Linked DNA regions of Pan troglodytes: all the other regions are linked to region 2. The links are chromatin contacts, called in public HiChIP or PLAC-seq maps. All regions are on one chromosome and are shown on one strand. The core of a region is the stretch at or near the end of the contact, and the rest is flanking DNA. Distances in the headings are between cores, read along the strand shown. Region 1 holds the start of DERL2 (derlin 2). Region 2 holds the start of AIPL1 (aryl hydrocarbon receptor interacting protein like 1). Region 3 holds the start of C1QBP (complement C1q binding protein).

Region 1 (2,700 bases), core at 141-2,640, 940 kb after region 2:
CAAGCCATCTGAAAAAAACCCAATTAGAAGATGAGTAAGTCCCTTGTCAGCTTTATAACCCTGACATGTTTTTTCAAGGGTCTGCGAGTAATTCCTCTCAAATATAAACATCTAGGAAAATAAAACCCCTATCTCCTTATCATTGTGGGAATTCAACCTAGGCATCTTTTTCTGAGATGAAATGATATGCTTGTCATAGAAATAAGAGAAATTTTATTATTCCTTCAGATACAGGCAATTAGCTAAAACAAACTGCTACTTCAATTATCAGGTGAATTTAGGATGCACTTTATGAAATAATTTGCAATAAGCAGTACAGTCAAATCTTCTTATGGGAAGATAAGATGCAGCCAATCTTAAGAATTTATGTTTGTAGGCTGAGCACCATAGCTCAAGCCTGTAATCTCAGCACTTTAGGAGGCCGGATGGACGGATCACCTGAGGTCAGGAGTTCGAGACCAGCCTGGCCAACATGGCAAAACCCTATCTCTACTAGAAATACAAAAATTACCCAGGCGTGATGGTGGGCACTTGCAATCCCAGCTACTCGGGAGGCTGAGGCAGGAGAATCACTGGAACCCGAGAGGCGAAGGTTGCAGTGAGCCGAGATTGTGCCACTGCACCCCAGCCTGGGCAACAGAGCGAGACTCTGTCTCAAAAAATAAAATAAAATAAAATAAAAATTTACGTTTGTAATGGCTAAATATGGAGTGGTTATAACTGTTTGACTGTATATGTAAGGTAGGATTTCTTTCTGTTTTTCTTTTTTTCTTTGAGACATGTTCTCGCTCTGTCGCCCAGGCTGGAGTGCAGTGGCACGATCACGGATCACTGCAGCCTCAACCTCCCGGGCCCAAGCAATCCTCCCACCTCAGTCTCCCAAGTAGCCAGGACAACAGGTGCAGGCCACCATGCCTGGCTAATTTTCTTGTTGTTGTTGTTTGAGACAAAGTCTCACTCTTTCGCCCAGGCTGGAGTACAGTGGTATGATCTCGGCTCGCTACAACCTCTGCCTCCTAAGTTCAAGTGATCCTCTTAGCTCAGCCTCCCAAGTAGCTGGGATTACAGGTGGGCGCCATCTCAAACAACAACAAAAAAATACACTTCCTTGATTAACTCCTTTCTTCGAATTCCCATTAGGACTTCTCTTCGGGCACTGACTGATGAACATCTACCGCCTCATCTTCTCTGCTAGACTTAGAGTTCCTGAGAGCAGAATAAATGCGGCTTGATCAGTATTTGCCGATTCAACGCAGAGGTGCCCAGGTCATCTCGGCGAGTTGAGCTGTCTAAGACCCCGCGATCGCGCAGGACAGGACCCAGAAGCCAGAGCGCAGGAACTGCTTCCGGCCGGCTCCCGGCTTCCGTCGGGCCCCGCGCCCGCGCTGCATGCTGGGACCTTCAGGTCGGAGCCCGGGGTGAGGCCGACACACAGGCCGCCGCGCTCCCTCGCGAAGACGCTTAAGCCAGTCTCGCCCGTCCCCGCTCCTCCTCAGAGAAAATGCTGCCCCGCAGCACTTACCGGAGCGACCATGAGGGTGACGAATTCGAGCACACACAGGCTTCCCGCCACCTCCTTGAAACCGCAGCTGGCTTGCCAGGGACCGACGGCGCGGTTGGCTCCCCAAAATTCCGACTGATACGCGCCTCGGCGAGCGAAAGCAAACGCGGGATACTCTCGCGTTCCTGATTGGCTGGTTGTGGACACCTCAATTATGACAGAAAGGGGCCGGGCGGGAAAGTTAGCTGTGGCCGGCGGGGATTGGCAGAACGAACCTGGACTTACTCGTTTTTCCCGGACGTTGGCTGGTGGAGAAGAGAGGGTGGGGAGATGGGGCGCTGGGGGGCGGTGGCGACGCAACTCGTGATTGGCGGATGTGCGTTCCTTAGGTCTCTACGGATTGGCGGCTGGCCGGTTGCTTGGCGTTGATTGGGCAGTCGCGGGAAAACTAAAGTGGGCGGGGAGCCTTTGGGCCCGCCCCGCCGCCGGGGCCTGCTGGCGGAAGGGGAAATGGGGCGGGGGGTGGGGCAGGCGACGGTGGGGAAGATGGCGTACCAGAGCTTGCGGCTGGAGTACCTGCAGATCCCACCGGTCAGCCGCGCCTACACCACTGCCTGCGTCCTCACCACCGCCGCCGTGGTGAGCAGCTGCAGTGCCACCTTCTCATTATCTGGGCTGGATATGACTGGGTCTTCAGGAAACTGGGGTTTGGGCCTCGGGGAGGCCCAGAGGGGCTGGTCCCGGGGATGGGTGGAGGCGTACAGGGATTACTCTGGGGTTCGAGTTGGCGCCAAGAATGCTTATCCAGTGACGTGAGAAGGGAGTGCTGCTTCATGGGGGGTCAGGTCAGTTTCTAAGAGATGAGCGCCCGACCTATAGCGGGTTAGGGTTGCGGGAGCCTCCCACCCAAGAAATGTGTCCGAGAGCTCTGCCAATGGCCAGGTGGTACCATGGTGACTAGTGAGAGGAAGGTCCGTTTAGTGAAGAAACAGGAATGGGGAAAGCAAGCTGGAAACTGTCGAGAGGGGAATGGCTTATAATAAAAAGGGTCTCTGAATCTAAATAAGGGGCTAGCTGGAGGTACCCAGCCCTAACGGTGGCAGGGTCTCCAGTCTCCGTTATTTCAAGTGAGTTTTGTTGTTTCATACAGCTGTTTCAGGTGGTGCCCATGTGGTGGGTAGATTCATAGCAGCTGTTTT
Region 2 (2,700 bases), core at 41-2,540:
GCCTCCTGCCTCAGCCTCCTGAGTAGCTGGGATTACAGGTGCGCACCACCATGCCTGGGTAATTTTTGTATTTTTAGTACAGACTACTAAAAATACAAAACTCCTGACCTCAGGTGATCCACCTACTTCAGCCTCCTTAGTCCCGTGTTTTTCTCTCTCCCTGTAGCAGAGTCCTGCACCCCTTCCCTCTGCAACCAGTGAGCCTGGTGTCAGGAAGAGAATGGTTTTGTGGAGCTGAGTCCAGTGCCCTCAGGGTGCGGAGGTGTAGGAGCTTGAACTGGCCACACGGTGGTGCCAAACACCAGGTCTTCGCATTTATGTTTCCCAGCCCTTCTGGGCGTCCCTGATGCCCTCAATAAACTCTGCCTGGTTCCCAGGGCACAGGGCTAAGGGCCTCCAAAGGGGAGGGGAGGGGATACCCACCCTTCCCCCAGCCAGACCTTGCAGGGGAGGCAGGAGCGGGGCTGCGGAGGGCGCCTCAACTTTACCCAAACCCACCCCGCCTTTCGTTCTCCGTCTTCCTTCCCTCCCAAGCCAGAAACCTGTCGCCTCTTCCCTTGGGCCACCATCGCAGGGCCTCCTAAAGGCAGATTCTGCGCAGGGGAGGGGGAACAGGGAAAGTAGGAAGGTGGCTGGATGGCAAAGGGCAGCTGCCACCCCGGCTGGCCTGGGGTCCTCGGGGACTTAGAGTCTGGGCCCAGCCCATGCCTCCCCTCCTTTTCCCCTTCAGTGGCCTCCAGGCCTCTCTCCACATCGCCAGGCTGGAGTGCAGTGGCGCTATCTCGGCTCACTGCAACCTCCGCCTCCCGGGTTCAAGTGATTCTCCTGCTTCAGCCTCCCGAGTAGCTGGAACTACAGGCGCCCGCCACCACCCCCGGCTAATTTTTGTATTTTTAGTAGCGATGGGGTTTCACCATATTAGCCAGGATGGTCTCGATCTCTTGACCTCGTGATCTGCCCGCCTCGGCCTCCCAAAGTGCTGGGATTACAGGCGTGAGTCACCGTGCCTGGTCCCCTGTCTTCTTTAAGAAAGCTCAGCGGACCTTTTTCCTTCTTGGGGTGGAACAAAAAGCCAAATCTAGCACAACCCTGGGCAGGGGCCCAGAATCACTGGAAGCAAAGGTGGATGGGATAGGAGGCGAGGCTGCCTGTGGACCACAGGCCCGGCCCGAGTGGCTCTGATGAGAAGCCGGGGCGCCTAGGTCACCGCCCCCACCGTCTGCCCTTCCCCCCACTCCTCCTGGCTGGGTAAATCCCAGAGTCTCAGCCGCCTAAGGGTCTTCCCCGGAGGTGAGATTATCTCCGCCTGTGCTGGACACCTCCCTTTCTCCTGCAGCCATGGATGCCGCTCTGCTCCTGAACGTGGAAGGGGTCAAGAAAACCATTCTGCACGGGGGCACGGGCGAGCTCCCAAACTTCATCACCGGATCCCGAGTGAGTGGGGCCCCTCCGGAGCAGACAGGGTCCCCCACAGCAGCCTTCAACATTCCAGGAGTGCCCCAAGGCACTGTAAACAGCTTCCAGCTGTGCCAAAAAAACAGCCAGGCAGCCCCAGCGCTGGGCCTCCGGGAAGCTCCCAGAGTTTACCCCATTCAGGGGGCATTTTTGGTACTTTGCAGATTCAACTTTAGCATGGGCTGAGGGGAAGGGCTTTTGGGAATTTTCTGGAGCCCTAAATGTTGACTGAGAAGAAAGGGAGTCCGAGGGGTCTTGGTATTTGTCCCCAAATGTCTGTTGGGCTTCCCTGGACTGAAGGGTGCATCTGTGGCTACAGAATTCGGGCTTTGGCCAGGCGAGGCGGCTCCTGCCTGTAATCCCAGCACTTTGGGAGGCCAAGATGGGCAGATCATGAGGTCAAGAGTTCGAGACCAGCCTGACCAACATGTGAAACCCCGTCTCTATTGAAAACACAAAAAGTAGCCAGATGTGCTGGACGCCTGTAATCCCAGTTCAGATACTCAGGAGACTGAGGCAGGAGAATCACTTGAGCCCAGGAGGTGGAGGTTGCAGTGAGCCGAGATCATACCACTGCACTCCAACCTGGGCAACAGAGTGAGACTCTGTCTCAAAAAAAAAAAAAAAAAAAAAAAAGAACTCGGGTTTCTTTGAGGAAGGATTTCTGGACGCACAGGGCTGTGGGGAGTGGAATGGGGTCTGTAGGGAGGGGTGGGTCCCTCCTCCCTGGGGGGTGCAGGCAGGGTGGAGGTGCTCCAGAGGTCTGAGGCATCTGATGGGGTGAACTGAGTGAGCTGACCCTGGGGACAGCCCTGGGTGTCGGTGGCAAGGGGGTGGCTTCTGCCGGGCCTTGAACGGTGTGTCTAGAGCAGAGTGCACCGTCTCGGTGACCAGGTGATCTTTCATTTCCGCACCATGAAATGTGATGAGGAGCGGACAGTCATTGACGACAGCCGGCAGGTGGGCCAGCCCATGCACATCATCATCGGAAACATGTTCAAGCTCGAGGTCTGGGAGATCCTGCTTACCTCCATGCGGGTGCACGAGGTGGCCGAGTTCTGGTGCGACACCATCGTAAGTAGGCCCTGCACGCCTGTCTCCTGGGACTAGTCTTTTCTGGGCTCACCCACCCGCTTTGCGGGGCTGCTGTGTTTCGGGAAAGCTGGGACTCAAGCGAAGCTTTGCAAAGCCAGTCCTGCAACCTTATTCCCCACAGCTGTGCATGTGAAGATGGAGGGAACAAGG
Region 3 (2,713 bases), core at 57-2,556, 980 kb after region 2:
TTTTTGTTTTTTGTTTTTTGTTTTCCAGTAGGGGATTAGGATGTTTAGTCCTACTTAGAAAGAAAAAGTATTGTATTTTTAATCATTCATAGTGCTGGTAAAAAAAAAAAAAAAAAATTGGGGGGTGGCCGGGCGCAGTGGCTCACACCTGTAATCCCAGCACTTTGGGAGGCCAAGGCGGGCGGATCACCTCATGCCTGTAATCCCAGCATTGGGATGGGAGGCTGAGGTGGGTGGATTGCCTGAGAAGTTGAAGACCAGCCTGGCCAACATGGCAAAACCCCGTCTCTACTAAAAATACAAAACTTAGCTGGGCATGGTGGCACACGCCTGTAATCCCAGCTACCTGGGAGGCTGAGGCACAAGAATTGCTTGAACTTGGGAGGCAGAGTTTGCAGTGAGCCAAGATCACGCCACTGCATTCCAGCCTGGCCGACAGTGTGAGACTGTCTCAGAAAAAAAAAGAAAGAAAGGAAGGAAGGAGGGAGGGAGGGAGGGAAGGAAGGAAGGAAGGAAGGAAAGAAAGAAAGAAAAAGAAAAAACTTGGGGTAATTTATGTCCAGCTTAGGTACCTGAACAGTTTCCGGAAATGTATATTTTTTTTCTGAGAGGCAAAGGATGTAAACAGCTTCTAAGTAGCTTTAATGTTTCTGTACAGAAATAAGTTTATCCCTGTAACATTGTGGTAGAGTTTTAATACAGTATTTAGTTTTTTATTGGGCTTTTTTAAAAAGTTAACTTTTAACATAGCTGCTCAGGGATTAAATCAGATTGGAAAACCCATTCTGACTCCACATACTGCTACAAAGAAATACATCGTTGTTTATATTGAGCTGCAGGAGATAGTACACTTTAAACTTAAGAAAGTTAAATGTTTCACAATAACATTGCAATATAATCTTCAGCTACTCTCTTTCCATTGGTAAAATCTCTGATGGTGTGATAACTCTTTGCCAACCTACGAAACCCATATCAGGAAGAATCACCAGCTCCCGTGAGCAGCTTCATGTAAATAGATGCACTCCAAGCAGATTGCATGCCTCAGGTGTTTGTCTTCTAGTAATCATGGAGTGTGCAACACCCAGAGTAACACTACAAGGGGCAGGACTGCAAACAGCAGGTCCTGGCTAAAAACCCTTAATGCTGCCTTGCTGCCAGTTGTAAAGAAATGCCTGAATGGAGGCAGGTTCTGCCCTGTGGGTGAAACTGATGATGTACTGTACTGTCATATATAAATCCACTAAATCCAGCTACCAGGAACTGCCTGCAACTGTGGCCATGCATTTTTTTTTTTTCTTTAAAGACCAGTGTGATAGTAGGCCATGCATCTGAGATACGATATTCCTTGGTAACTAGAGGGAGAAAAAAAAATCAAGTAGGTTCAGGCTTATGTTGTATTTTGAGAGTCTGGTTTTATTTGAACAGAAATAACTCTACAGAAAGCTCTTGTAAATAATGCTCAAATTTGCACCCGACGATCAAATCCATTAAAAATGAATCTTGTATATGATGTGTGTGACTTGTTTCTTGCATCTCTTTTCCATTATTCATAGAAAATTATTTAGAAAATATTAAGTGTTAGTCTTACCATGAGTTAGTAAGACATAGCTTCTTAGTAGCTTATATGTCCTGTATATCCTGGGAAGGTAGGATTGTTGATTTTTAATAAATCTGAACCCTGTCTTTGGGTTATATTAATTTACTGGAGCAACTCACAGAACTCAGGGAAACACATTTACCGGTTTCATACAAAAGATATGACCAAGGATACAGGTAAGGAGATGAGCAGGGTGGGGAATGGGGAAGAAGCTCCGAGCCTCCATGCCCTCCCTGGGCCACCACCCTCCAGGAACCTCCATGTATTTAGCTATCAGAGGCTCTCCAAACCCTGTCCTCGGGTTTTTATGGAAGCCTCTGGACTTATCTAAATGATATAAGCTGGCTTCTTGTCCCCAGAAAAATGATGTTCCATTAGAACTTGGATGCAAGGTTGGAGGTGCAGAGAGGGAAGGTCACAAAAATTAATCATGGATCCTGCCCTTGAGGATGTCACAGTCTGGTTGGGTTTAACCTGGTTAAAGCAGCAACGCTAGGAGGTTCCTGTTGAAAAGAGAATGAAGCATATGGGCTGGGTGCGCACGAGCATGAGTTCCGAGCCGGTGGAAAAAAGGTTCTAGGAAGGCCTCTTTCAGGAAAACCCTCAGACTTTCCTTTGCTCTCACAACACAACAATCAACACAGAAGACTTCTGTGGCCAAAGGTTTGGGTTTTTTCCCTCCACACTAAGCAGCAGACACCAGCTGGGTGTCCTCCAATTCAATCCCAACAGTATCTACCTGGAGATAGTGTCAGATCCCATAGGTTGAGGGCTCAGTCCCCAAGACCGCCGCCACCTTCAGACAGCAATGGCAAGTCTGGGCCTCTGAAACTTCCGACCAACCCGCTTCAAGTTGGGGTTCCCACGACCCCCCTCTTTGGATTATGTTAACTCACTGGAGCAGTTCACAGAACTCAGGGAAACACATTCACCGGTTTCATATAAAGGATATGACCAAGGATACAGATGAGATGAGCAGGGTGGGGAATGGGGAAGAAGCTCCGAGGTTCATTGCCTACCCTGGGCCACCACCCTCCAGGAACCTCTACGTATTCAGCTATCAGAGGCTCTGCAAACCCTCTCCTCTTGGGTTTTTATGGAAGCTTCTGGACATCA

The links. HiChIP or PLAC-seq counts read pairs in DNA pulled down with a chosen protein or histone mark.
Region 1: an H3K4me3 HiChIP or PLAC-seq map of stem cell-derived excitatory neurons shows a contact between it and region 2, with 14 times the contacts expected there. The contact joins the promoter of DERL2 here to the promoter of AIPL1 in region 2. A contact is called at or near these places in 1 of 7 Hi-C or Micro-C datasets (stem cell-derived neural progenitor cells) and 1 of 1 datasets of contacts at active chromatin or transcription factors (stem cell-derived excitatory neurons).
Region 3: an H3K4me3 HiChIP or PLAC-seq map of stem cell-derived excitatory neurons shows a contact between it and region 2, with 15 times the contacts expected there. The contact joins the promoter of C1QBP here to the promoter of AIPL1 in region 2. A contact is called at or near these places in 1 of 7 Hi-C or Micro-C datasets (stem cell-derived neural progenitor cells) and 1 of 1 datasets of contacts at active chromatin or transcription factors (stem cell-derived excitatory neurons).

Annotation. Positions count from the first base shown.
Region 1 is chr19:15,999,997-16,002,696 of NHGRI_mPanTro3-v2.0_pri, reverse strand. It overlaps DERL2 (derlin 2), which reads left to right and starts at 1,390. Exons shown (of 7, transcript XM_009431690.4): 1 at 1,390-1,823. The coding sequence starts at 1,716. MIS12 (MIS12 kinetochore complex component) reads right to left here and starts at 1,821. Exons shown (of 2, transcript XM_001166929.6): 1 at 1,523-1,821.
Region 2 is chr19:16,935,881-16,938,580 of NHGRI_mPanTro3-v2.0_pri, reverse strand. It overlaps AIPL1 (aryl hydrocarbon receptor interacting protein like 1), which reads left to right and starts at 1,290. Exons shown (of 5, transcript XM_063799510.1): 1 at 1,290-1,434; 2 at 2,350-2,529. The coding sequence starts at 1,339.
Region 3 is chr19:15,954,561-15,957,273 of NHGRI_mPanTro3-v2.0_pri, reverse strand. It overlaps C1QBP (complement C1q binding protein), which reads left to right and starts at 1,306. Exons shown (of 6, transcript XM_511993.9): 1 at 1,306-2,713. It overlaps DHX33 (DEAH-box helicase 33), which reads left to right. Exons shown (of 11, transcript XM_003952955.6): 11 at 1-481.